Regions from separate parts of the Mus musculus genome. Here all the other regions are linked to region 2. A link is a contact called in public Hi-C, HiChIP or PLAC-seq and Micro-C data. All regions are on one chromosome and are shown on one strand. Each heading gives the region's core, a stretch centred on a gene start, on an enhancer-like site or on the middle of the called end of the contact. The rest is flanking DNA. Distances are from core to core; before and after follow the strand shown.

Evidence for each region. A called contact is a pair of places that touch in the nucleus more often than the background predicts. HiChIP or PLAC-seq counts read pairs in DNA pulled down with a chosen protein or histone mark.
Region 1: a contact with region 2 is called in an H3K4me3 HiChIP or PLAC-seq map of neural tube, with 7 times the contacts expected there. The contact joins the enhancer-like site here to the promoter of Tfap2b in region 2. A contact is called at or near these places in 14 of 39 promoter capture datasets (the 3T3-L1 cell line, 3T3-L1-derived adipocytes, the C10 cell line and 9 more), 14 of 484 Hi-C or Micro-C datasets (cortical neurons, embryonic fibroblasts, embryonic stem cells and 8 more), 8 of 115 datasets of contacts at active chromatin or transcription factors (craniofacial prominence, embryonic basal ganglia, embryonic forebrain and 5 more) and 1 of 9 other capture datasets (embryonic stem cells).
Region 3: a contact with region 2 is called in an H3K4me3 HiChIP or PLAC-seq map of neural tube, with 6 times the contacts expected there. The contact joins the enhancer-like site here to the promoter of Tfap2b in region 2. A contact is called at or near these places in 5 of 39 promoter capture datasets (the C10 cell line, the HPC-7 cell line, cranial neural crest and 2 more), 7 of 115 datasets of contacts at active chromatin or transcription factors (astrocytes, embryonic forebrain, embryonic hindbrain and 4 more) and 1 of 9 other capture datasets (embryonic stem cells).
Region 4: an H3K4me3 HiChIP or PLAC-seq map of neural tube shows a contact between it and region 2, with 5 times the contacts expected there. The contact joins the enhancer-like site here to the promoter of Tfap2b in region 2. A contact is called at or near these places in 10 of 39 promoter capture datasets (the 3T3-L1 cell line, the C10 cell line, HPC-7-derived erythroid cells and 5 more), 5 of 115 datasets of contacts at active chromatin or transcription factors (astrocytes, embryonic hindbrain, embryonic midbrain and 2 more) and 1 of 9 other capture datasets (embryonic stem cells).
Region 5: a contact with region 2 is called in a Hi-C map of the N1E-115 cell line, with 3 times the contacts expected there. The contact joins the enhancer-like site here to the promoter of Tfap2b in region 2. A contact is called at or near these places in 9 of 39 promoter capture datasets (the HPC-7 cell line, cranial neural crest, embryonic stem cells and 5 more), 17 of 484 Hi-C or Micro-C datasets (the AML12 cell line, the MC3T3-E1 cell line, the N1E-115 cell line and 12 more), 6 of 115 datasets of contacts at active chromatin or transcription factors (astrocytes, a beta-TC-6 cell line, craniofacial prominence and 3 more) and 1 of 9 other capture datasets (adipose tissue).
Region 6: a contact with region 2 is called in a Micro-C map of embryonic fibroblasts, with 25 times the contacts expected there. The contact joins the enhancer-like site here to the promoter of Tfap2b in region 2. A contact is called at or near these places in 19 of 39 promoter capture datasets (the 3T3-L1 cell line, 3T3-L1-derived adipocytes, the C10 cell line and 13 more), 1 of 15 datasets of contacts at CTCF or cohesin (pro-B cells), 77 of 484 Hi-C or Micro-C datasets (the 3T3-L1 cell line, 3T3-L1-derived adipocytes, the AML12 cell line and 46 more), 15 of 115 datasets of contacts at active chromatin or transcription factors (PVALB interneurons, astrocytes, craniofacial prominence and 11 more) and 2 of 9 other capture datasets (embryonic stem cells and pancreatic islet).
Region 7: an H3K4me3 HiChIP or PLAC-seq map of craniofacial prominence shows a contact between it and region 2, with 6 times the contacts expected there. The contact joins the enhancer-like site here to the promoter of Tfap2b in region 2. A contact is called at or near these places in 12 of 39 promoter capture datasets (the 3T3-L1 cell line, 3T3-L1-derived adipocytes, cranial neural crest and 8 more), 1 of 484 Hi-C or Micro-C datasets (the N1E-115 cell line), 4 of 115 datasets of contacts at active chromatin or transcription factors (craniofacial prominence, embryonic midbrain, neural tube and 1 more) and 1 of 9 other capture datasets (embryonic stem cells).

Annotation. Positions count from the first base shown.
Region 1 is chr1:19,949,675-19,953,454 of GRCm38.p6, forward strand. No RefSeq gene overlaps it. Among named protein-coding and RNA genes, the nearest start is that of Gm32651, 350 kb to the left of the region's middle. Within about 2 kb of position 2,012, at least 17 of the 459 cell types and tissues checked have an H3K27ac peak or open chromatin away from gene starts, as enhancers often do. A contact at or near this core is called in craniofacial prominence, epidermal suprabasal cells and neural tube, where this site is marked.
Region 2 is chr1:19,207,401-19,210,914 of GRCm38.p6, forward strand. It overlaps Tfap2b (transcription factor AP-2 beta), which reads left to right and starts at 1,514. Exons shown (of 7, transcript NM_009334.3): 1 at 1,514-1,848. The coding sequence starts at 1,768.
Region 3 is chr1:19,926,508-19,930,076 of GRCm38.p6, forward strand. No RefSeq gene overlaps it. Among named protein-coding and RNA genes, the nearest start is that of Gm32651, 320 kb to the left of the region's middle. Within about 2 kb of position 1,449, at least 8 of the 459 cell types and tissues checked have an H3K27ac peak or open chromatin away from gene starts, as enhancers often do. A contact at or near this core is called in neural tube, where this site is marked.
Region 4 is chr1:20,178,706-20,182,518 of GRCm38.p6, forward strand. The region is part of intron 60 of Pkhd1 (polycystic kidney and hepatic disease 1); the gene reads right to left. Among named protein-coding and RNA genes, the nearest start is that of 4930486I03Rik, 180 kb to the right of the region's middle. Within about 2 kb of position 1,691, at least 2 of the 459 cell types and tissues checked have an H3K27ac peak or open chromatin away from gene starts, as enhancers often do. A contact at or near this core is called in neural tube, where this site is marked.
Region 5 is chr1:19,785,319-19,789,076 of GRCm38.p6, forward strand. No RefSeq gene overlaps it. Among named protein-coding and RNA genes, the nearest start is that of Gm32651, 180 kb to the left of the region's middle. Within about 2 kb of position 1,848, at least 2 of the 459 cell types and tissues checked have an H3K27ac peak or open chromatin away from gene starts, as enhancers often do. A contact at or near this core is called in the N1E-115 cell line, where this site is marked.
Region 6 is chr1:19,972,296-19,976,122 of GRCm38.p6, forward strand. No RefSeq gene overlaps it. Among named protein-coding and RNA genes, the nearest start is that of Gm32651, 370 kb to the left of the region's middle. Within about 2 kb of position 1,871, at least 27 of the 459 cell types and tissues checked have an H3K27ac peak or open chromatin away from gene starts, as enhancers often do. A contact at or near this core is called in adipose-derived mesenchymal stem cells, embryonic basal ganglia, embryonic fibroblasts and 4 more, where this site is marked.
Region 7 is chr1:20,134,215-20,137,727 of GRCm38.p6, forward strand. The region is part of intron 60 of Pkhd1 (polycystic kidney and hepatic disease 1); the gene reads right to left. Among named protein-coding and RNA genes, the nearest start is that of 4930486I03Rik, 220 kb to the right of the region's middle. Within about 2 kb of position 1,462, at least 11 of the 459 cell types and tissues checked have an H3K27ac peak or open chromatin away from gene starts, as enhancers often do. A contact at or near this core is called in the N1E-115 cell line, craniofacial prominence, neural tube and 1 more, where this site is marked.

The DNA of each region.
Region 1 (3,780 bases), core at 762-3,261, 740 kb after region 2:
TTTTGTTTTGCTTTTAGTACCAAATCACAAAACCTATTAAATTATTATCCTACAGGCAGGCATTGTACTGCTAACTTTGAATACAACTGCAGATTCTAGAGAAAGAAATGTGTGCGTTTGAATTGCCTCTGAGTTAAACAAGCTTTAATTTTATTAGTTTTTTTTTTTCATTCTTTAAAAACTAAGGAGTTCATTTTGTTGTTGTTGTTGTTGTTGTACTAGGACACTCATGTACAAACATCTTCTCTTTCTTTGAAGGAGCAGGTTTGAAGCTGAAGCTTCAGAGAAACAAATGTCTGTACATAAATGCAAGGACCCTGCACACACATGGGCAACACGTTCTCCTGGATATGCAGGCTTCAATGCACTTCTGAAGAAGCCTCGATGCATGTCTCACATTCTTTGCTTCTCATCCACTCATATAATATGACTGACTTACTGTATTTCACTTTCATTATTTTTCAAGATACCATGTTACAAATGAAATTATTCTTCAGGAGTCCCTCTTTAAAACTCAGACCATTGTTCTCCCAGGAAGTACACTTGCACGCTGAACCAAGGCTGCATAGTATGGTAGTGGGAGTCTCTGAAGCTGTACTTCTTGGGTTCATTAAAAAAATGTATTTTTACCGTTCTCTGTATTTAAAACTCATTTGTTTTCATATTTATCACCATAATAAATGCTATGTATTTATTTATTTATTTACTTACTTATTTTATGGGAACCACTGGAAGTTTCTAACACTGCCTTAGGCTCATTGCTGTACTTTTGGGGAGTCTATTCTCCCCATGATAAATGAGCTTAACTTCAAAGATAAGTTGCAACAATGCTTAAAAGGGAAACCCCTATTCCAGCTAATATGTGTTAGTCCCCTTCACTACCTTCCAAACACCATTACATGGAAAACAAGCCAGGAAGTAGGCTTAAACCCTGCTGTGGCCAGCCAACAGTGTCTGCTATAGACTACGTAGAATACAAGCAAGCTATAGAGTAAATTCAAGCTACCCTATTAGCTTGCAGGGAAACACACTAGTGTGGTTTATCCTTGTTATCTAGACATTCATTTCAACAACACCCACAGAAAGAAAGATGACATTATTGTTTGCTATTTTGTTTCATTTCATTATCGCAAAATGTTACCAAGTTAAAAGGCTTATTTAAAGTGAGTTTTAAAACTCTCAAAATGCTTTTGATTATGTTTCCTGACTTCCAGCTTTTCCAGGACGAAATGCTCAAGGTGGGCTTATAAAATTTTGATTTTAATGCTGTGTGGTCTCCAAAGGGCTATGCGCATTTTAAATGAAGTATTGGTATTTCATATTTAATAGCATATATTTCTTTCTAGAATCCCTCTGATTTTTAGGAATTTCACACTAGACCCTTCCCTGAGAATATGCTTTTTAGAGGCATTTTAAAATGTGACTTTAGAAGAAAATGGCTCATGAGCCCACAGTGCTCCTCTCCAAGAGTCCCATTTGTTTTTCTGGCCAATGAATTTTCATTCCACATCCCGGATGGTTACAAGAGTAATATATAGATGGAAGAGGGTGTGCAGATTGGAGCTGGCCCTTTATCCTTTGAAAGGGTTAAAATGAAAAGGGGGTTTGTTGCAACTGGGGGTCAATAGGGTGGGGGATGAGGGAAGGAAAAAGGAAAAAGAAAAGGTTAGTGTTTTCTGTCCATTAAAGGGGGTATTCTGTCCTGAAACAAAATTGGTCATGCATTCCAGAGGCGTTTCCTGGTGGAGCCGGAGTCTGATTGGAGCACCTGCCCTGCTATATTGCTGGCCCTGGGCTCCTCTCGCCCAGCCTTTACCATTCCAGGGAGCTGGATCTGTCACTTATTACAGACAGATCACCCAGAGTGCCTGAGCCCCACCAAGGGGAGAGGGGAAATCTCTGTGACAACTTGACTCAGCCTCCGAGTCATCAGGCATAGAGAGCTTTGTTTTGATTCTTTAGACGCTTAAAAGTGGTTCCCTGTTAAAGACTTCCAGAAACACGAAACTGTCTGCTTCCTGCGGACAGATAGGTTAGTTAGTACCCAAAGCTGAAGAAAAAGAAACAGTGGGTGCTGGGCATTAAGACAGTCAGGAGCATAGAAGAAAATGGTGTGTCGTGTGACCGGCACACAGCAGGTGGAGTCTATTAGTTCTATACACAAGGTAAATAACTACACTTGGTCTGTGACTCTTGAAAGGCATCCCCCAGTGCCACAGCTGTGTTTTTCTATACCCCTCTGAGTACCTCCATATATCTGTGCCCTGGACAACCTCAGTGCTGAGGAAGGACACTTTATCCTGAAATGATGTCATCACCTTTTACTGCGTGCCTCGACCGGTTCTAATTTTTAAAGACGTGTTGCTTCAGAGGCTCACAAACTGTGAACAGTTTCTTAATGCATACTTTAAAGGATTAGCTGGTTCCCTTTCATCTAGTCATTTTGGGTTTATCTTGGAGAAGTGCACAATGAGAAGAAGATTTTAAATGCTCACCCCCCCCCCCAATTCTTCTCAATGGGTGTACATCGAAAGGGACTTACTGTGATAAAATCCAGTTGTGAACAATTCACAGTGCCCTGTGGCTGTCTGTTTGAATTAATGAAAGGTAGCCTTTGTAACTGAATCTTTCAACCCCAGGGTCACTCTCTCCAGCCCTCTAGAACTACCCTGCTAATCATTAGAAGGACAGCCCTTCAATACTTTGGCCTTTACTATAGTTCCTGAAAGCTCAGAACAGGTGTTATCAGAAAAACACAATAGAAGAAAAGTTGATGCTACATCTATTAAACTCAATATCTATTAAAATTCAAAGTGATTTCTCTATTATTATTGCTATTATCATTATCATCATTATCATTATTGCCAAGGGCCTTGGTTAGGAAAAGGACATGGTGAAATCTTCAAACAGAGCATCCTTAACCCCTTGTGGCACAGTGGAATTTGGGAGTAGAGAATTCATGCTTAAATACTCTCAGATTTCTGAACTCTGAGGCCCCTGAATTCAGCCTTGAAACAATTGCAGTCCTGGTGGACAGCAGCGTATGTTGGAAGAGTCAGAAATTTTCCTCTCTACAGAAATTTTGTGTTTCCACTAATTTTTCTTTTAGGTTTTTTTATTATTTTTTTTAATGTATATGAGGGATTTAATCTTCGGGCACCACAGTTAAGGTAAAGATCAATTTGCATACATCAAAATGAGTAAAATCTTCAGTGTTTACCAAATACTCTTACAACTATTAAGACATTTGCTTGCATTGCCCCTGTGTGGATGTCTGTGCCTGGCATACTCTCTGCAGATGAGGAAACAGCAGCTCTGAAACCTGTGAAGGGGCCCATTCTGAGTAGACAGTGAGCTCTGGGGAAACATCACAGGACAATATGGCCAGTCAACAAAGAAATCTGTCTGTGAGCCAGAGTTTCAGTCACTAAGTGTAGGAATGTATGACTTCTTGTATTACATTGTTTTCAATGTAATACTGGGATAGCCTGAACTACATTCTTTAGCATATTCATCTCATCTATTCTTCCTCACACTGCTCTCCTCTCTAATATCTCTGCCTGAATTTCTTCTTTTCCTTGGAAACTCAACTGAACACACCCTTCCTCCATGAAATCTTCACTGATAGCACTAAGCAGTCACTAATTTTTTTCCCTTGTGTGTTTTCTCTGGCCTCAAAATTACTCTTTCATGATGAATTTACCAAGTTGTATTAGTCCCACTAATACAACTGTAGCTCCTGCTAGGCTCCAAGTTTCACAGGAGTGATGTCTTGAATCA
Region 2 (3,514 bases), core at 264-2,763:
GAAGAAAAGAAATCCAACAGGGAATAGAGAAAAAGATGTGTTTCTCAAGTTCTGCCTGAAGCACCCTGCATTTCCTTCATTTGACTTACAGTAAATTAATAATAATAACAGTAACAATAATAGATCTACAGGACTGTTCATTGCGAGGTAGGAGTCCTCAGCTTGGCTGTTAGGAACCGCTGTCTTCCTCCTAGTCTATCTGAAGCCTTCTCCTACTCACGGAGCCTCCGACCCTGCCGGAGCTCTAGAATGCACTGGAGTTTAAAGACAATCTCCCTTTACAGATTCACCCTCATCAGGTTTAATAACTTCCACCCCAAATTACCCCAACCCTCCTCATTCCCTCCTGTCATTTATTTTCTGCCCCAGGGGCCAAGATCTTCTTCAGTGCCTCCCTACTGACTCCAGGGAACCCTCCGAGAACCCAGAAAGGGTGGAAAGATGGGGAGGAGAGGGAGCTAGTGAATATAGAATTCCTCATGAAATTAAAAAAAAGAAAATCCTGTGCCTTACAGGGTGCCCACTTGAGGGTAGGTTAGTGGTTAAACTTTGTACTTGTTGTTATTTATGCTTTGAAAATATTTTTTAAAAAACTAAACTTCAAAAAGCACATATTCAAAAGAAAATCTACCCCAATGCAAAATGGCCAAACAATATTTGCTCTTGTACATCTTAAAACATTTCCCACTGTTTCCTTAAACAGTACAAAGCTTAAACCTTCTCAAAGATTTGGGTGTTCTTGTCTCAAGTCTATCAGATTAAAATCACAAATTACAGGCAATAAACCCAAATACAAAATGTTCTATACCCCTGTTAAAGGTCTCAAGATTAACATTGTGTGCTTTGTTGTTTCCAACATGTAAAGGAAGAGAAAAAACTTAATAAAATGGAGACTCCAGGCAAACAGAAAGACACCAAGGAACCACTAAAAATATAGAACAATCCCTAAAGCAACAAGCAATATAGATTGTAGGGTCCACAAGATATTCAAGTTTCCAAATGTGTTAGACACAATGAGCAAAATATCAGAAACCATTGTGGTAAATAGTGGTGTTATTCTTGTTCCACAATGATACTTTTATAAGGTTGCATCAATAGAGAAATATAACTCAAAGTCAAAAATCTAGTGGTGTTTTTTTAATGCTCCCCTAAATATACAAGAATAGGAAAACTGTCTTTAAAATCTCAGTAATGGTTCTCCTAAAAGAAAAAAAAAAAAAACTATGTAGAAAATTTGGGGACTGATGTGCGTGGTTTCTCATTGTCAATTATTAAAACACTTTAGTTAGTGGCTGCATTGATTCGCCATTTTCAAAACAGATTTTTAATGTATCTATTTATATTTCTCGTTTTGAACCACTATATTCCCTTTAAATGCACGGTTAGTCTGTGGATTCTGTGACCCAGAGGTGTTTATGTAACTAATGTGACTATCTGCGTGTAAATTCATGTTTATGATTTTTTATAATATATATGTGTGCATGTGCGTGTGTGTGTGTGTGCGCGCGCGCGCGCGCATGTGTGTGTGTGTGTGTGTGTGTGTGTGTGTGTGTGTGTGTATGCGTGCGCGTTGTATCTAAGTCCTGTGTGCAATAATGTTTTTCTGTCTGCTGAGGCTTACTTCTCCAGCCTATTGTTTGAGACAACAGATATAAGTTGCGATGGGAGAGGAGCGTCGGATTTGGTGTGTATCCCCCATTTCCAATTATAGATGGATCATTACAGACAGCGGAGTCCTGAGAAACCAGACATCTGCTCCTCACATGAATGCACTCACCTCCTAGAGACCAGGCTGCGATCATGCTCTGGAAACTCGTGGAGAATGTCAAGTACGAAGACATCTATGAGGTGAGCGGACACCCCAGATGCATTTTAGAGCTTTGGAGATAGAAAACTGGAGCTTCTTTGACACCCCAGCTGATATATTTTAAGCTATTTACTCGTAGATTTCTGATCGGGTTTCTGAGGTTTCTTTAAGTTTTCTAAGGCTGGCTCTGGGAGACTTTGCTCTCCAGAAAGGGAACTTTTAAGGTTGGAATGTGAGAAGTTTAATTTAGGAGCTATTTTCTTTTCCTTTTTGTTTTTCTTTCTCTCCGGCTCTCTCCTTCCCCTTGTAGACTCTGGTAGGTAACGTGGAGCCAGGAATTCAGGCAAACAGTGAGGGAAAAACAGTCTCTCCTCATTTTGAGTACGGGACAGAATCGGGTTTTTAAGCCTCACGCCGACTGGGACTTTAATTTTTGCTTTTTAAACTTTTAATATTTTTTTTTAAATCGGTAACCAACGTACGCAGGTAGAGGGTAGATATCTAGGGAGAGCGAGGGGAAAGGAGGGATGTATGAACAAATCCAGTACCGTATGGGAGAGAGCGCGGTTTGTTATTTTTGTTTTGTCGTATTTTGATTCTTTGCGGGTCAGTGGTTCCAAGCAGAGATGGCAGCCGCCAGCGTGTGGGCATTTTTAACGAAGCCTGCCCACACTTCGTGCTACCCGCTACCGGTCCCCAGGCAAGCGCATCCCTCCCGTGCTTTTCCCTCCGCCTTGTCGGACGCCACCGAGAGCTTCCGGAGTCCGCGTCGAGCGAGGCTGTCCGGCTGCCCTTCCAGCTGGCGGGCGAGGGGAAGCGGCCCGGCTGGGGACAGATGAGGGATCCCGCGCCACAACCCGGGAGCTGGGGAGCTGAGCTCAAGAGGAAAGGAAAGTAAGGCTCAAGGGGACGTCGAGAGAGGGAAGGCAGACTCCGAAGCTCCAAGATATCTGAGGATCGGGATTAAAAAAAAAAAAAAAAAAAAAAAGCGAAAGGGGTTTAGCGAAGAGGGAAGCAGAGGCGGGGGAAGAAAAGTTGGAAAGCTACCCGCAGCAGCACAGCAGCACGAGGCTGGGCCACCGGGCAGAGGTGGACAACCCAGACTCAGTAACCGGTTCTGAAAGAAATCTGAACCGTGAGCCTTGTAGGTGTTGGGACAGCACCGCGGTGTTAGCCTTGCTCAGCTAAGAAGAGTCCGGAGGCAGGCGCTAGCTCTGTCCCTACCGCTCTTAACTGGGTCCGGTGTGTGGCCGCGACTCCTCAGGTTTTCTGGGTAGAGCGGCTAGAGCCAGTGGCCAGGGTCCCCCAGATCTGCCATTCTTACGACCTCATTTAGAGGTAAATGAGAAAGTGAGAAAGGTAGAAGAAAAGGAAGTCAAGAAGAAAATGAGAGACAGGAAAGAGGAGGGAGAGAGAGAGAGAGAGAGAGAGAGAGAGAGAGAGAGAGAGAGAGAGAGAGAGAGAGAGTTCTTCTTTCTCGGGTGACCTCAGGTTTCGCCTTCCTCTTTGTGGTAGTGTACTGAGGAACCGCGCCTCCCCGCCTGGTGGGATTCAGCGTCCTTTTATTCCTAACAGGCGGGATTATGTTCAACTCCAGGGCGTTGAACTATCCTAAAGAGAACGTCGCCCATAGTAAACATAGCACTGGCGGAGCTAGAGCCGCGGTGGAAATAGCTCTGGGTATATACATAGAGGAATTATCCTAAT
Region 3 (3,569 bases), core at 199-2,698, 720 kb after region 2:
GGACTTTTGCTCCAGTGGCAACCTTGACCCCAAAACATGAAGGATGATGGGAAACAGAAGAACATGGGGATACTTCCTGTCTTGTAACTTTTAGGCTTTCTTCAATTTCATAAGAGAAGAATGGCACCCATAGTATTTACGAAAGAGACATGTATAAGAAAAAAAATGCTATCCTTATTCAGATGAAATTCCTGAAGGTGGCCCCAAGTAGTAGAATGTGAAGGTCTTTTCAAAACCTTCTGAAGCTTGCTTCAGCAAAGAAGCCAGAAACTTTAAGAAAAGAATTTGAAGTGTCACAACTGTGGGGACTTTTTAAGCAAAAGTGGTTTCTGCTAAGCCCTGAGAAGTAGCTTGCAGTCATCACTAACAGAACACTGGGCCATAGTGTAGAGCTAGCACACATCAGGCAGTGCTCAACTTCTAGACTGATGACAGGATCAATGCTTTAGATGAATACAGTCTTGGATAACAGACTGGTAGGGTAGTAGTCAACAAGATTGAGCAGAGGTAGAGAACTGTGAACTACAAAAGAATGACCCTTTTCCAAAGGTTCTTATGTGCCTAGCTCAGATGTATTTTTTCAACCTTGATATTATGTGCAAGCCAGATTTGCCTTTGCCATTCTAGAAAGCCTGCCACAGATTGAAGGAAGAATGAAAACTTACAGTTCTCTAAAAGATTGGTGGTAAAAACATTATGCAGTAAATGTATGCCTGATTGGGGTTTTCCATCCAAATATACACCCTTGCAAAGATGTGTGTTGATGCTGGCATCTTTAACACAAGAAAACTGAAAACTGTACACCTTATGTTCCTCTAGTGGTTGTACTGTATACTGCATATGCCCCGGTGCCCTGCTTAGTAGCAGGCAATATTTAGTTGACCAGGCCTTAGTGACCCTTGAAGGCTGATACTATAATAGGTCCAGAGTTTGTGGCTGTGAACATAATCCTGTAGAAATACAGTTAATGCCCATATGTTTCTATGCCCTGTGAATGAATGGTAAGATTTTGGAGAAAAGCCAAGCAACTAAAATATTCAGTTATGCTCTTAAAATTTATTGTAATGACATCTGAACTGTTACCTCTGATTATCACATTTTTTTTCTTTGAGCTGAGATATATTTTGTGAGTCTCCACCTAGCTCTAGAATTTGAACCCAATTCTCCCATTCCCCTAAGCTGGCAAAACCAATGTATTTAAGTCTTTGCCAGTTTTGAAAGCTGGTGAGATCATCAACTATTCTTATTGGTAATTTATCGAGTAGAGAAAGCTGATTAAGGGCAAAGAAAGAAGGCTTGATCTCACAGACACGTGCATACATAAACACTTCTGCCATCCTGCCCCATTCTGCAGCCCCAACTGTGCAACCCACTGAGCACATTAGCATTGAGCAGGACAAATGACCTATTTTCAATCAGCTGGAGTCAGCTGCCTCCCACTTGTCTCAGCCTCTCTGCCTCATCATTGTTCTTCAGGCCCCCAGCAGCAGGAGGTAGAGGACACGTGGAGCCATTCTCACCCTCTGGCCTCAAATCCAGTTCTTTTCATCAAATTGTAGACAGACACTTTCCAAGAACTTGAATGGGGATCTACAGCCTCCTTGGTGACTGCTCATTAATCTGCTTGTTCAGACATTCCTCTGCCTTTTGGCTGGTCTGTCCAACCCCCCGAGGACAATAATACCCAGAGAGCAATCACTTCTTACAAGCTGTAAGTACAATTCAGGAAGGCAGGACCGTCTAATAAATTCTGCACATTGGATAGAGCCAAGCCCCCTAAAGATCAGCTTTATCTAGATCTGGAGGATGTGGACTGACATATTGACATAAAATATTAAATTTTGGATGAGGATATATGTGCTCATTGGGAAGTCACCAAAGCTAAGCTGTGCTGTGCTTGGTACCACCAAAACGCAGGAGGCATTTTTACAATTTATCCTGTTGAAGCAAATGCACTGATTGCATCTCAGCACTAGCCCATGCCTTTAAAATGCTGCCCTTCTGGTTGGGTAGATAAAACATAACTACATGATCTGGAAATAAAGTGAATTTCAACTGAATGGAACAGGAGCAGAGAGAAGGTAGATTTCCACCTTGAAAGACCTATGAAGATCTGAATGAGAGAAGTTGGCATGACTGGGACCTTAAAGGATTGGCAGTGTCTGGATAAATACATTTAAGAGATTAAGAGCAGTCTGAATAATAAGGCTGGAAAATTAGAAAGAATAGAAAGTGTATACATTGAGGTGGGGGAGGGGAATCACCCTCATAAGATTGAGGCAATGGATTGAAACAGGGGAAAACTAGAGACCACCTGGGAAGCAGAGCAGAAAAGGCATCTAAGAAGCTCTTGTCTCCTTCCTTTACCAGTATTGGAGTGAACCATTTCCAGCTAAATCTATGTTTAAGCTACGATATCGTCAGCAACATCTGCCCCCACAAAGGCTCAGGCAACTACATGAAAGAAAGGACAGAAAGACTGTGCAAGCCAGAGAGATGCAGAAATCAAGGAACTTCAACACACAGGCCTTCACCCATTCAAGCAAGATGGTTATCAGTGCTGAGATGGGCATGTGGATGTGAGCACCCACCCCTAACCTAGAACCTGTCAGAAATAGGAACCCACTTGCAAAGGAAGACAATTTTTTTTCTTCAGTGGAGTTGCATTGGGACATTAACCGTACTTTAGGGCAAGCCCCGTGCCCAGCAGTAGATGGCCAACACAAAATGAACTTAACAGGATTTATGTAGACTTTTTATATCATGTTGCTTTGTTTGGATTTATTTTTATTTTTTGTCTTACTGATCTTTTGTCTGTATATAATGTCCAATTTTCTGGTTTTGTGGAGTTTTATGTATGTATTTTTTGTGATTTTGTTTGCTCTGCTTTTTCTTTTCTCCTATTTTGCTTTCTAAAAAGAGAAAAAGAAAGGACATGGATTTGAGTTACTGGGAAGGTTGCAAGGATTTGGGAGGCATTATGGGAGGAGAACCTTGATCAGAATATATCTTATGAAACTATGGTTTTCAATGAAAAATAAAACAAAAAGATATGTTAGAGATAAATCTAGACCCTAATGATGATGTTCTATGGGTGATTGAAAAGCTATTTGAAACTTCTTGGTAACAGGTGGCCCTATCAAAACAGGAAAGATACTGCTTTCTGATTTCAAACCTAACCTTCACTGCTTAATGGAGCAACTTTGTAACTTAAGAGCTCCCTGGGTAGTCACTAGGCAGTTTAGGAACCAGCATGAAATTAGTGCTGGCCCCGAGGCTACCATTTAGCACATTGAAGCAGCAACTTTTGGAATGGTCTCCCACTGTCCTGACAGGGTCTCATTCTGCATTTCTTTCTAAGATGTCCATTGAAGATCCAGGGAAGATTGGCTCCAACAATTACCATCAAGGATGCACATCTTGAGAGTTGCTGAACAGGTCCTGAAAGGTAACACTTGCTCACTTTATGGTAATAAGAGTATGCGTAGAGACTCATTTCTGAATATCGGGAGATCTCATGACTAGTATTCTCCCTGACAGAAGAAAATGCCAGGATGCATAGACAATGT
Region 4 (3,813 bases), core at 441-2,940, 970 kb after region 2:
TAACAAACAATGTGTGCAAGTTTTATTACTGCACACCTTGCTGTCCCATTCATTTCCCAGCACAAACGGTCTTCTTTAGGAGGTAGAAATGAGAGATATGGACTTTCTAATTCCTAGGTTAAAAACTTAAAAACAACAACCACCTTTAATATTCATGAAACTATTGACCACTGAAGATGACTTCAAGTCAAGACAGCATACATACCTCTAAAGCTAGAACTTAAAATAAAAGAGTCTATAGAGAAAATAGTAATTGCTGAGAGTCTAACATGAGGAAAAGCTCTCAAGATTCAGTCTTTACTACTTAAAAACAAATTGGTGATGAGATATGCCCTATGATCAATCTATTATTAGAGTATGGGTATCTTTTACATTTTGTACAATTTATTGTGGAATGTTGTAATGTTATTTTATAATCTCACACATGTACATAACATATACTTGTACCCCTTCTCCATATTGCCTCTGTCACTTTCCCACCTTTCTGCAAATCTCTGTCTTGCTTTCACATCTAATCATTCTGTTTTGCGACCACTGAGATTGCCCACTTAATTTTTTGTGTGCTTAATATGAGACTAAAATATTTTTTGTTGTGCTCAGAATACTGTGTATATAAATCCATATAATGGCTACAGCAAACTAAAGTATGACTCAGTGGTAGAACATTTGCATCTTCTTCCTGAGACCCTGGGTTGGATCTCAAGACACACACACACACACACACACACACACACACACACACACACACACACACTAATGTTATTTCCCCCATGGGCTATGAACATCACCTGTGTTGCTAGAGGGGAAAATCTGAAAATGATCAAGTTAAGGTTCTGAATCCAGGGGAATAGCTTCCACTATCTGTTTAAGCTTCGAGTGTAGTCACAAGCATCCTGACAAAAGAGGCTAAGGAATATTTGTCTATTGCAAAGCAATGTGGCCACAGGGACAGAAATGAAGATGAGGCAGCTGTCATGGCAACAATAGCAGCAACCATAAAAATTGAAGAGGAAACTATGATAATACCTAGCTGTAGCACTGTACACAGAACAGGGCCAGGGAAAAGATTCTACAGACCCATCTCTTATGCATGTGCCATCCTTTTCTTCCTTGGGATCATCATGGAAAAGTTAAAACAGATCGAGGAATACAAAATAATAGTTCAAAACTAGTCAGGCTGCTGAAAAATGCGGGAGGGATGTCTTGGAATGCCCATGTAATCCTTCTGTAGGAAACCCCACCCCGACTTAGCCAGGGCACAGGCTCGCCTTCACACTGAATATTCTGTATATCTGTGAACCATTTTTGGCAGGTCTAACTGAGTGCTCCCTGTTTTAAAAAACTTTTCTGTCACCATTTTTGTGTCCATGGAAATGGCAAAGCTGTGCACACCCCCTGCAAGTGACACACGCTGCTCTCTCTCAGAAGCATTGATTTAGAGAAATTTCTCACCATGTACCCCATTATTTCTGTATTCGAATGGAAGAAGGAAGGAAAGGGAAAATACAAAGAGAGAATAAAATTATAATTATGGGGGCAAGGAAGAGCAAGAAGGAAAAGGAAGGGGCCATTGGTGCTTGTGCGTGACTCTCTTTCATATGGAATTAATGGTGGTTTAATGGGGTATGAAGGGAGGCTGCAGAGGACACAATGAGGAACAATTGTCTAGCTCACGTTTCATTTCACAGGTCATTATTGCATTAAGAAGTAAATCGACCAAGTCCGGTAAATAACAGTCTGCGTATCGCCGAGAGCTTCAAGCCAACAATTTTAGCCCTCACAAACTAATATCTCTGTCATTTTAACCCTTGCAGGGTTGTGCTATGGGGCTAAACAATTATGACTTTGCCTGGTTCTAGCAGGTGAGCATAATTCAAAGCCCCTCTAGTCCCTCTTTTTGAAAAACAAAAAAGGAAAAATAAAACCCAGAAGGCCATATTTTAGCATTGTTGTTTTGTTGATGAGCCAGCCTTAGCCAAATGCAGCTCTAGTGGCCTTGAAAAACAACCTCCATTTTAGTGAGTGCTGCAGGCATCTTTAAATGGACTGCTTCCTCTGCAAAATTAATTGCTGCAAAATGCAGTGCTCCCTCATCTAAGCTTCTGCAAGCTCACACTCAGCTATTTGGGTGGGCTATAGACATTTTTGAGAGATCCAGGGAAAATGAGCTTCCCTCCTTTATTACAGGAGTTCACGTTTGTGTCACCGAGCATCATCAGGCACTGGACATCCAGAAGTTTCTAATGCCTGAATTCTACTTCTATTAACTCAGGGGCAATTGGTGGGTAGGCAAATGCTGACTGAATTTTGCATCAATAGCACAGTAAATATACCAAAGGCAGTGTAAAGTAAACAAATGCATTTAAAGTACAAATAGCTAAGTGCACATTTAAAAGGCATGACAAATCAAGACACTTTATCTGTGGCAAGAAGTCGAGTTAATATTCACAGCATTTCATCATCATCTCAAAGTGAGTTAAGTGGTACTGTAGTTGTTTGTCTTGCAAAGGGATTATAGATGCTTCAACTTTCCTTAGTATGTCTAAATGAAGGCGAATAGACCCTAACTTCTATCCTAAAATAGAAATGTCTTGAACAGACAACTCCAGTATCCCTATTCCCTAGTTTTTGCTTGTGTAACTAGAATGAAAAGAACTATTCAAAGAACTATGGGATGCATGTCTCTGCTGTTAGCGTTTAAATTCATAGATTGAATATGTTACTGTGGCAAGGAGACACTATGAACATGACTAGGGGTATATTTTTGTTTGTATGTTTGCTTTTTTGTTTGAAATAGGATTTCACTATATAACCCAATTAGCCTAAAACTCACAATCCCCCTGCCTCAACCTCCTGACCTCTGGGATTAATAAATGTGTTCGTTTGTGCACAGTTTAAGGCTAGAGATCTCACAGTGAAGAGATTTTGCAGGACAAAGAAAAACATTTAGGAGGTGAAAACTTCCTGGCTGAAATCAGAGCTGGAGACAAGAAAGTAAGGGAAAGGAAAAGCATACAGGAAGCATTAAAGCTCCAAGCTAGGAATGCCCTAAAAGGTGACCATGAACCTCAGCTTATGTGAATCTAGGAATGGCCCTGTCAGTCCTACAACCACATGCAACTGAATTAGTTCCAGAGACTGAATGGACTGAATGTAGATTCATAGTGCCAGGCAGCAGAATGTAATGTTAGCTTTACCTAGGGAGAACCTAATTTCACCACCTGAATACTGATGCTGTTTCAGGACACTGGTGTATCAGTATTCTGTGGCATCAACAGGAAATAAACACAAGAACTAGCTAAGGTGCATTGCTCAAATTCTCCAGTCCTCACTCCAAGCAGAGCCATGACAAGGCTGAGTGGTCACTATGATTCATGTAGTGCTTAGAGTGATTATGGCACGAGCTAAGGCTTTTGTATGTATATGTCTACTCCTGTGGTCTCCTCCTTTGCCCATAACAGCAGAATTCTAGTAGAAAGAGAATATGGCTTGAAGTGTGTATATGCTAGCTTCTAAGCCATCAGTATTCCAAAGCTGTGTCCTCAGCATTGCACCAAATATTACTATCCATAGCAACATAAAAAATAGTTTCCACATTTGAAAGATCTCATGGGTCCAGATTAATTGAGACTGCTGGTCCTCCTACAGAATTGCCCTTCTCCTCAGCTTCTTTCAGCCTTCCCTAATTCAACAACAGGGTTCAGTTGCTTCTGTCAATTGGTTGGGTGAAAATATCTGCATCTGACTCTTTTAGCTGCTTGTTGGGTCTTTAGGAGGACAGTCAAGCTAGGTATCTTTTTGTAAGCATTCCAT
Region 5 (3,758 bases), core at 598-3,097, 580 kb after region 2:
TTCTGAGTCAGCAGTTCACTTGTTAAAATAAACTTGAGAATCACTGTCTTTCTGGAGTTACCCAGAATCTTTGGGTATGAATTTATTATAGATAATTTTATTACCGGCTTAGGGCAATTTTTATGCCCACCAGTGAAGGAAAACACCCTCTTATTTAGATGGCATTTGCAGTGTTCACAGAACTCTGTTTACTAACAATCGCCCCAACACCTTAGAATTGGTCTTCCTTCAGCCTCTCCCGATGCTTCCTGCCATAAAGACCATTTGCTGGATAAGCAAGTAAAGAAGTGTAGGTTAGTTTTTATTTTTAGGCTTATAGTATTCTACATTTTCATCAATGTCAATGGTACATAATTTTAAATGTACTTTTAGATGGTATTTATATATTCATTCATATGTTTACACATTATTTAATTATCTGAAAACCTACTAAATAGGTTTTACTAGAATTAACTTTTTTTTTAAAGCAAATCTGTGAAAGTTACATAATAAACTCCACAGCCACAAGATAAGTGTATGATGAAGATGAAACTAACCCAGAACCTTCTCTTTGGTGTCAGAGCTCTGAACAGAGACAATAACCTTTCCTTGAGCAAATAGTAAGCATTGCAAATGTGTGGCCAGAACTTTAAGCATTGTCTTAATGCATGATGTCTAATGATATTAAATCTCAACTACTGACAGTCCAGAGCTCATGAGATAATGAGCTTGTCTGCTTGGCCTGATGACATGCAAAATCAAAAGAGAAGGATATGATTGATGTATATAGTATCACTTTTAAAAGACACTCAAGTATTGTCATTAAAGCAGTTTTATTTTTAATGAAGCAAAGTTAAGATCTACAAAAAAAAAAAAAAATGGGTTTTAACATAGGCTTATGCCCAGGCATTGGGGGAGCATTTAGGAAAATGTAGTACATTCCCAAGACATATGTTTGACCCTTTCTCAGAAGAGTCACTAGAGTAGTTTTAAAAGATTAAAAATAAGCAAATTATGATATATGAGATTTGGAGATTCAGATGTCATTAAATGGTGGCAGGTTTGGCTTTGATCCAGACTCCTAAGAACTCCTGTTTCACCCCATCACTTAAGACATCCCACTGTCCCAGTTTGCCTGAGAGTGATGCATTTCCCATAATATAAACCAAAGAGTTGGTTACCCTACTCTACCACAACATTGTCTAAGTTCTATCATATACTGTATAACTCTGACTTTACAAACGGCAATCAATGGTTAAGTGAGCAGGTCTTTGGGATCACCAAGTGGCCCATCTTGTTATCAAGATGAAATGAGAATAATAATGATAATCTTGTAACCCAAGATCTTGATTATGATACTAATCAAAACATTTGCCATAACAATGTCAATTATCATTAAATAGCATTTCCTTACTCACACCATGGGAACGTAGCCAGCAATATAATAAGCCACCCACGATGAAGTGAAGGGATGCTGCCTATGTTCTGGAAAAGGACCACAGAAAATAAACTGTAGAGAATTATTTATAAACTGATGTGATAATTTGTGTGTGGGAAGTGTGTTAGGTGCTCTGCAGCCACTCATCTTGATTCTGAAAGGGAAAGTGTCTTTCATCCAGACGAGCAATGACTATAAAAAATATGCACTAAGACACTGCCCTCTCCTCAGCCATAATCAGAAAACAACTTCATGTGATTCTACTTTTGATGACTCTTTGGTTATTATTTCCCAGTGATTTATAGATACCATGACACCATGAATGGGTTTTTCATATTTTGTATCACCCCCCGCCCCTTCCCCTTACCACTGGATTCTTTTCTAGCACTGAGCTCTTCTTATCCATGTCAACTTAGATTAAGTCAAATTAGTTCTCATTTCAATACTGACAAAGATTTTGTTTGACAGCAAGAGTCACCTCTGGTTTTCTCCCAAGAACATCTTATCTGCAGAATGAATCATATGCTACATCTGGGAGAATGACAGAGAAATCTAAGGCATTTCCACTTCTAATAGAATCAGAAAATACAAGGTTTAAAACCGTGGCTAAGGACATTCAAGCCCAACAGAAACAGAGACCGACTGATTTAACATTGGGGATTTAGGAAATCCTAGAATTTACTCTCAATTTATAGACAGGGATTTTATTAAGTATAAACCTTGAAGGGAGTGCATGAAAGTCAGGCTGATTTGAGAGTAGCAGTGACCCACATTGTAATCGTGAATGAAACTGGAAAGTGAAAGTGGGTGTGAGATGGAGAAAGGAGAGAAGAGACACATTTCTTTTGGTTACAGTCCTGAGTATATTTGTGTTGGATCTAAATCCAAAGCTGAAAGGCAACTCTAACTCAGCTCCTTTCACTGGTCACTGGATGTCTTAGACTCTTACATTCTTTATATACTAGATCTGGGCTTTTCTTAAACTGATATTCTATGCAAGTGAGACAAATGATGACTGCTCTTATTTTCTGGACAAAGAAGGATGCAAAAGACTTGATAGCAAATAATGTTTCCACAGCTACATTACTAGAGATTTGTCTAGGCTACAGACTTCTCCCTCTTTCTATGTCTTCCCACTGCTACCTTTCTTCTCATTTATGACAATTAAGTGGTTTTCATCTGTGTTTCATTGTCTAAGTTTGCAGAAGTAATCATGGAAGTTTGGCAGACTCAAAACAGGATGCATCATATGCCCAACTGTTTTCTTGTCCTGTGTGGGTAACTCATAAAGTACTGAATCCAAGTCCCTCCACAAAGTACTGAGACACAGTTCCTCAAGTTGCTGGTGTAACAGCTAGTGTTCATATCATCTCATTTACACTCAGGATAAGGGAAGACTTAATACTGAAGGATTATTGGGGCAAAGAGTTTTGTATCACAAACCCAGAAGAACAAAAAATGACCATGAAGCAACTTGTATAAACAGACACAGATAGTGACTGACAAAATCAAATTGACTTGTGTAAGAGATCTGATAGAAGAGATATTTAAAGTACTATATCCTACAACTCTAATATAATGATGCTTGCATAGTTTTACACTTCCACCTTATAAACTTCTGTGGTTTTGTTGGTTCTGGCTTCTTAAGGCATACAGTTAAGTCACATCCAAGTTTAAATAAAGAAAAGTGAAAATTGTTACTCGAAAGGATCATCTATCATTTTGTGTTGGTTTCTGCCTTTCTCACTTACCTGGCTGCATGTTATAAACAATGCATTTGATGTTTAATTAAGTCAAATTGAATGTAGTGTTTACTCCAGATGACTCTGCAGTATGACTCATAGTTAAGTATTTTCTCAGAGGGCTCATTTGCAAATGTACGAGGGCTAAAAACATTTGCAAGAAGGAATGGCAAATGAAATCATAATGAAGTGTTTTGAGAGTGTATCTGTCACCTAAAGAGTGGCAGCATTGAAGGGTAGCTTTTTCTCACCTGAAACTTCTGGTGTTTTAGTTGAAACCTTTGAGGATAGCTACTAGATGATTTTTAAAGTGTGGTTAAGTGGGATAGGTTTAATAACTTTAAGAACACATGTTAACTATCAACTTTCAAAGCACATGATAATGAATATAATTGTGACTACTGATTAAAACCAAAAGGCTTGTGAGACCCTCTTATTTTCAACTGTTAGTACACAGAATAAAATGAAACATAATAAAAACATTTATATGAGATAAAAAACAGATTTTCAAAATATCAGATATCTCCCACTTAACCAGATTTAGATATTCTTAAGGGTTGGAATACATGCCATTAATAAAAGTAATACATAGGTTGACT
Region 6 (3,827 bases), core at 621-3,120, 770 kb after region 2:
GTTAGTTCATATTGTTATTCCTCCTATAGGGTTGCTGACCCCTTTAGCTCCTTGGGTACTTTCTCTAGCTCCTTCATTGGGGGCCCTCTGTTCCATCCAATAGATAACTGTGAGCATCCACTTCTGTATTTGCCAGGCACTGGCATAGCCTCACAAGAGACAGCTATATCAGGGTCCCTTCAGCAAAATCTTTCTGGCATATGCAATAGTGTCTGGGTTTGGTGGTTGTATATAGGATGGATCCCTGGATGGGGCAGTCTCTGGATGGTCCTTCCTTCTGTCTCAGTTCTGAACTTTGTCTCTGTAACTCCTTCCATGGGTATTTTGTTCCCCATTCTAAGAAGGTGCTTGCTTTAAGTATGGTGTGAGGAAATGATATTTTTATTCATTATGGGGAATTTTGGAATCAAATTTTTGTCTCCCTGAGAATTATGTGGAAAGCTGTTTTTTAGTATTCAGCCACAAAACCAAGGTGTATTGAATTTAATTAAGCTAATTTTAATGAAGTGTTCTTTCTTTGAGTTACTTCCTTTATATGGAACTACTGGGTTGCATCCAGGATCTGGGTCGTCTCTTGCCATGTTTCCCTGGCTCATCTTTCTTCTCCTGTCTCTATATCTCATATTTCTATTCAGAGAAAATGGTGGATAAGCAGAAAACAGAAAGAGGAAACATCTGGTCTTGAGACAAGCATCAAAACTGATCACTTACAAACCCAAGTATTTGCTTTGGAAAATAAGTCCGGAATATCATCAAACAATGTGAGAGGAAATTGCCAGACTTTTTATTTTCACACTGCCATCAAGGAAGGAAGCTAGTGGGACTCAGCACATGTACACTCACCTAGATCTCTGTGTTATGGATTCACAGTTTCAAACCTAAAGAGAGAGTGTGTGTGTGTCCCCTCATCCTTTCCATTCACTATCAACACCCACTGCTTTATAAGTGAGGAAATCAAATGTCCTTCTGAGATAAAAGACTGACCTTTCTTCTGGATTGTTTTTTAAAGAAAAAGTCCCACAAAGCTGAACATTCATTTCTGGAAGAATCCAATATAGCTCTGTTCCAATGCTCACTTTTATTCAAAGTTCGCAATTTGAAACTAAACATTCTGCAGGGACAGGCTACGGCAGCCTCACTGCTGATGGTATTTTTCTCAGCCTCCATACATGGTAATAGACCGCACAGTCTGAGGCTTTTTCAGATGGGCTGCCCAATTATATTTTTTCAAAGATGTTTTGCTGACATCTAGAGGCATTTGGGTAATAACACTTATTAATAATGATTCTTCTCATTTATAGGGTGCCTTGCATTGCATGCTCCCTCTGCACTTTACACACATTAATTAATTACACATCACAGCACCCCAGTGAGGTGGAGTGGGTGGGCATTATTGTGTGTGAAGGATTTATTGATTTTCAGAGACAATATATAGCTGAGGCACAGAGGGAAAGCGCATAGGAACAGGGATTAAGGGAAGAAAATAAAGACAGAGGGTGAATGCAAACGAAGTAAATACAAATGAGTACAACCCCACTATGCTCCATAGAAAGAGACTATTACCTGGAAGTTTTAAAGGAGTGAACATTAACATACGTTTGTTTGGGACTTCTGCAAAAATACCTAGGAAATTGAAGGGAACATTTCTTCAATTAGAATTCTAGTGCTGTGGTTTGAAACCTGTTCTCAGTGCTTCCACCATGGGTATCCTGGCATCCTGGATTTTTCTATGAAGTCACGAAGGGGCTGTGGTAGGAGCAGGGCCTGTGGGCTTGCAGTGGAAGTATTTCATGAGTTCAAGACAAGGATTGGGATCCTGCATGGCCATCCAGACAAGGGAAGGAGAAGTGACTTCAATGCAAAAGTATGCTAGGAGGCTGTGGAATTCAAACTATGCCACAGAGTTCCATAAATCAACTGTCCTTTGAAATTCTTCTAGGCTTGTTTTATGGCAATGGCTCAGATAACTGTTCTTTTGAAGCAGTAACTACTCTGGCTTTTCATGGCAGGCATCGTTCTTATTTATCTTCATAGAACTAAAACTTCCAGGGCTTACTATTTATTTCTAAACTGAAAGGTAATATTCTCCTTAGAAAGAAAAATGTTGTAAACACTAGCTTGAAGTCACCAAGACATGATAAAAGACTGGCAAAAAGCATTATCCTCTTTCTAAAAGTTATTGTAATGTTCTATCATATGACAGTCACAATAAGTTGCCTTTAAAACAACTTATTTTAGTCAAATCCGATGAAAGGCAGCAAGAAAGTAAATTGAATGTAAATGATCATAAATGGGTCTTAGACTTCCAGCGCTGATTTTGAAAACTAAAACTTCCCCCAAATCCCCATAGCAACTGAAACCTGTTACTAGAACATTGCTGTTTCTCGTGAATCTTTGTTGACAATGTAATTCCCAGGATGGGCTCAAACTTAGAGAAAAATGGGCTCAGTTGGTAAGAGTGTTTGCTGTGGGACCATGAACACATGTAACAAGCCTGGCTGCTCCCTTCTGTGAACCCCAACATTTTGTGGGGTAAGATTGCTGGAACTCACTAGCTGTCAACCTAGATAAAAAGAATGTGATTAATCAAGAGCACTTGCCTCTGCCATGTACACATGAACATACACAAATACACATACACACTGAGAGAGACAGATAGACAGACACAGACAGACAGATATACAGACAGACATAAAGAGCTCAGAAACTGGTGGGATTTATTAGAACTGATTCCTGTGGAAACTTGCAGTGTCCTGCATGGCCATGAAAGAGACAGAATAACATGGTTCCTGCCCCTGAGACAGAGCCCACAGGGGGTGGACTTCCATGAGTGTCCATGGTTTCTGTGAGCATAAGGCTTGTTTCTATAATAATGCATATATTTTCACATTCCCCCTTCAAGGAATGTCTTCTTTGCGAAGGTTAATGACTCCATGATAATCAGGGACAGCAGGAGTCTGGGAGGCAAGGGTGTCTCAGCAAAATGGGAGAATGCTGTGACCTACAGGACAATTCTTCATGCTGTGGGAAAGAACACTCAAAACATGAGTTCAAAAATATATAATTTTTCAACTATGCAAAAATCTAACAATGCAATATGAATTTTATAAGGTGCTTCACAGACCTAAAGGAACAGAGGCACTGTGAGCCAGCTTGTCAGAAAGATATTAATGAAAGAGATAAAGAGATTTAGGGAGTGGTGATTGCATATCCCACCCAGCTAAGTTTATTGTTTGTGCTTACACAGGCAGGCAGATTCCTAAATTCAAGGTCAGCCTGGGACCAAGAGAGTTTAGGTGCAGGCCTAGGCATGGTAGGAATGGTAACTTCAGGGTGGGGTCTCACCTACCTATCTTATTGTCTGTGCTTGTGCTTGCTGTATTTTTCAAAGAATCACAGAGCTAGGGTCTGTTGTGTGGATTCATGGAATAATCAAAAGGGAACCTGGGGTGATAAGTAATCAGCATGTAAATAAAAGACTGGGCTTTTGATCTGCAAGAGATGAGCCATTCAGATTTATTAGAATAACAAGAGAAAGCTCTCTTGAACAGAACATAGACTAGCTTGTACCCAATATTTGATTTCAAGTTCTTTGTTTCACTGCTCCTATACATCCCTTCCTCAGAACCCCTCTTCTAGCTGAAATTGGTCCTTGGCAGAAATTCTTTCTGATGGGGTCTCTTTTCCTAGTCTCTGCTATCATTCATATCTATTTGCTTTACTTCATGCCATGGAGAAAAGCTAAAAAAAGTTCCTTTCTTCTTCTTCTTCTTCTTCTTCTTCTTCTTCTTCTTCTTCTTCTTCTTCTTCTTCTTCTTCTTCTTCTT
Region 7 (3,513 bases), core at 212-2,711, 930 kb after region 2:
GGGTTGTGTCAGGTGGGGTGACAGATAGACCCAATGTCTCTTTCTTCTGAATCAGCCATTTTAAATTTTTCTGTACCTCTACTGATAGAACATTCAAACCAAATCCAGGAACTATCTCATGTTATATTTTCTAATGATGGTGACATTTCTCCATGATATAGGACTTGAAACAACAAGTACTTTTGTGGCAGGAATAAAATTTCACCTACAAACTTCAATGGATATGGTCCCAATTACGAAACTTATTATTTGAATACTACATTGAAAACATCCCAGGCAACTGCAGGCTCAGGAAGTAGGCTCACCAAGAGATCAGGTTCAGCTCTGATTGCATCCTGCCTCCTCCTCTTTGAAGCTGTGGCTAGGCTTCTCATCCTCCCTCTAACTCCCTTTTCTCACAAGTAAAGACATTAAAAGCTGCACACAACTCATGGGCTGATGCACTCTTGTATATAAGATATTACATCCTCGCTTAAACATTGACCCCATAACGAAAGTTTTTAGAAAATGTAGATGAGGGAAATACCCATACATCCATAGAAGTGTGGTGTGTGTGTGTGTGTGTGTGTGTGTGTGTGTGTGTGTGTGTGTGTGTGTGTGCATGCTTATACTCACACATATGCATGTGAGGTCCAGTAAAACATATATTATTCATCACTGAAGTAAACAGCCCCACACTGAAAATCCAGGATAATTTTCACTTTTGTCCAATCTCCATTTATTTCTTTTGTCCCAATCCCCACCGCATCCCATCCCTCATCTCATCTCCTTTCCTATTAGCAAGCCTTATCTTCCAGCTTTAAACAAAGCAGTGTTCATTGCGTGCCTTAAAGAGAAGGACAGCCACCATCATTCTTTACAAGTGCAATTCCTGGCACACCCTTTCCTCAAAATGATAAAGTCATCACCTCTCCAGACCCTGTTTTGAAGCAGCCACAGTAATTCTGCTGGGTGCCAAAGCCAAAATGAATGGGACTCTGCCGTGGCCTGCTCAGAGCTGTGGCTATAATGAGATTTGAATGGGAAGCCCCGGACACAATAAATCTGCACCATATGTGACCATTTCCTGTGTCAATTCCTTTCTCATAACCAGCAGAGACTTTTTTCCCCCCTCTCCTGACCCCACACCATGACTCTGAAATCTTTCATGGCTGCTTATGGGCCCCAGGCTCTTTACAGCAGTTGTATAAATAAATGAATTTGACAGCAAACATCATAACAGTTAGCAGTAATGTGTGTTCGCCAGAAGTGCCTATACTACCCACTGGAGAAATGGCAGAGGAAACAGCTTGTTTTGTTACCTAAACAAAAGTAGTTTCATTTGACAAGTGGTGAAAGAATTAGTCAAATTAACTTGAAACCCAATGGGACTATTTTGCCAATTCGCCCTGTTAGAGAAACTTTCCCAGCAACTCAGTGCCTGTGACTCATAAAAGAGAAATTCCCTCTTCTTATTCTGACAATCCAGGCTAGGGATGTAAAGCCTTTGACTGGTACCTGTTAATCTAAGAGGCAAATCCAGCCAGCCTGTTGGGTATGAGGTACAGCAAAAGGTTTCTTACCAACCACGGCAGAAAAGCCACGTGTGACCATTGGCATGAAAATATTGAGAGGTGGCTATCATGACACAGCTAATGTGTGACCTCAGATAATAAACTGAAGCCTCTGAGTGGTTCCCCTCCTCCCTTTTCCTAATCGTATCTTCATTACAGAGCAACCACAAAACATCCAAACCCAATAGTTGCTTTTTTAAAAGCTACACTTTCCCCTGTATCTCCATAGTCCTAGTAAAATAAGTTTTTCTATATTTGATGAATTTGAGTCAGTTACAATAAAGATAATAATAGCCTTGCTTTTCAGTTCAAAGGACTGCTTTGAAAGGGCTTACATATCTGCACAATCCTTTATGGTATCTCCATGCTGGGAGAGATTGCACAGCACAGTGATTCTCTCTATCCTATAGAGCAAGCGGCTGTGTTCAGGTCCGGACTCAGTTACTCACATTCTCTGTGACCACACTTAAGTGAATTGCCCTTGGTGTACCTTGTTTTCCTCCATTTTCCTGGTTTTTAAACCAGGAAGTTTACTGGTACAGTGAGATCCCAGTCTGGTTTTCGTTGCTATGGGTTATGTATAACATCACAGACTGGATGCTTTATAAAGAAGAGTTTTATTTAGCTCACAGTGCTCCAGGCAAGACATGCAAGAATGGGCAGCCACATGTGCTTGCTCTTAAGATCTGCTGCTGCTTGGTATAGAGTGGGAAAATGGAAGAGCGGTCTGGCTCATACAAAGAATAGAGAGGCAGGGGCCACATGTGTTCAGGAGAGCTGATGTACCGTTACAGGGATGTGGCTCTCCATCTTCATGTGGACAGAATCCCCATGATGCAAGCACCTCTTAATCCCCCACACCATTACATCAGAAGTTAAATATCAAAATCAGTATTGAAACTGCACAGACCATACTAAACCAAAGCAGACTTATAAAGTTCATACTGTGACTATACCAATTAATGCATTTTTAAAGCACAGAAATGTAATCTAATCTAATATTGGCTATTGTTAGACCAAAGAGAGAAACCTGACAGGGAGTCTCCTTAGCAACAATATAGCCCCTTTCTGTAACAGCTTAATACTGGCAGAAACCATATGGAAATAAAGTAGAAAGTTCTGGGAGAAAATTGTAAATTGTAATAGTACAGTTATTCAAGCTGATAGCTATCAAATTCAATGAATATTTATTTTCAATGCAAATATCACATAGACCCTCCAATATCATTTTTATGTAAAACTTATTTTTACTCTGTTATGGTGGTACACTTTGTAACGGTCAGTTAATCATTGTCTATAGAATTGCCCTAATAGTGAACATAAAACACTGATTAAGCCCAATGTCAAACTGTGCACCTGTAATCTACACAATTAGGAAACAGAAGAGGGAAACTGGAGTTTGAAACCATCATAGGCTACATAGTGGGTTCAAGATCAGCCTAGGCTGTGTAGCAAGTTCTATCTAAAAAACCCAAAGGCTACAAAGAAGCTAAGCAAGAAGGAAGGCACACATGAGGATACTTGAATCTCACTTAGAAGGGGGAATAAAATAATCATAAGAGGCAGATGGAGGGGAGGAACTGGGAGGTAGATGGAGATAGGAAGGGGACTGGGATTTCAGGATCAGGTATGGGGATGGACAGGAGAAATGGCCAGATGGCCATGAGAATGAATGTAGATCTGAAACTGATGGGGGTGGGAAGGTGTTGGACATCTCCAGGATGTGACAGAGATCTGGGGTAAGTGAAGTGCCCAAGAATCAATGGAGTAAACTTAGCTGTGACTTCATAGCATTGGGGAAATAGAACCTGAAGAGGTCACCTTCTGTAGCCAGGCAGGAACCCCAGTGTAGCAATAAGGACACCAACCCACAAACAAAACTTCCAACTCCAAATTTATCCTGTCTAACAAACAATGCAGGTATGGGGGGGGATGGAACAGAGATGAGGAGATGACCTAC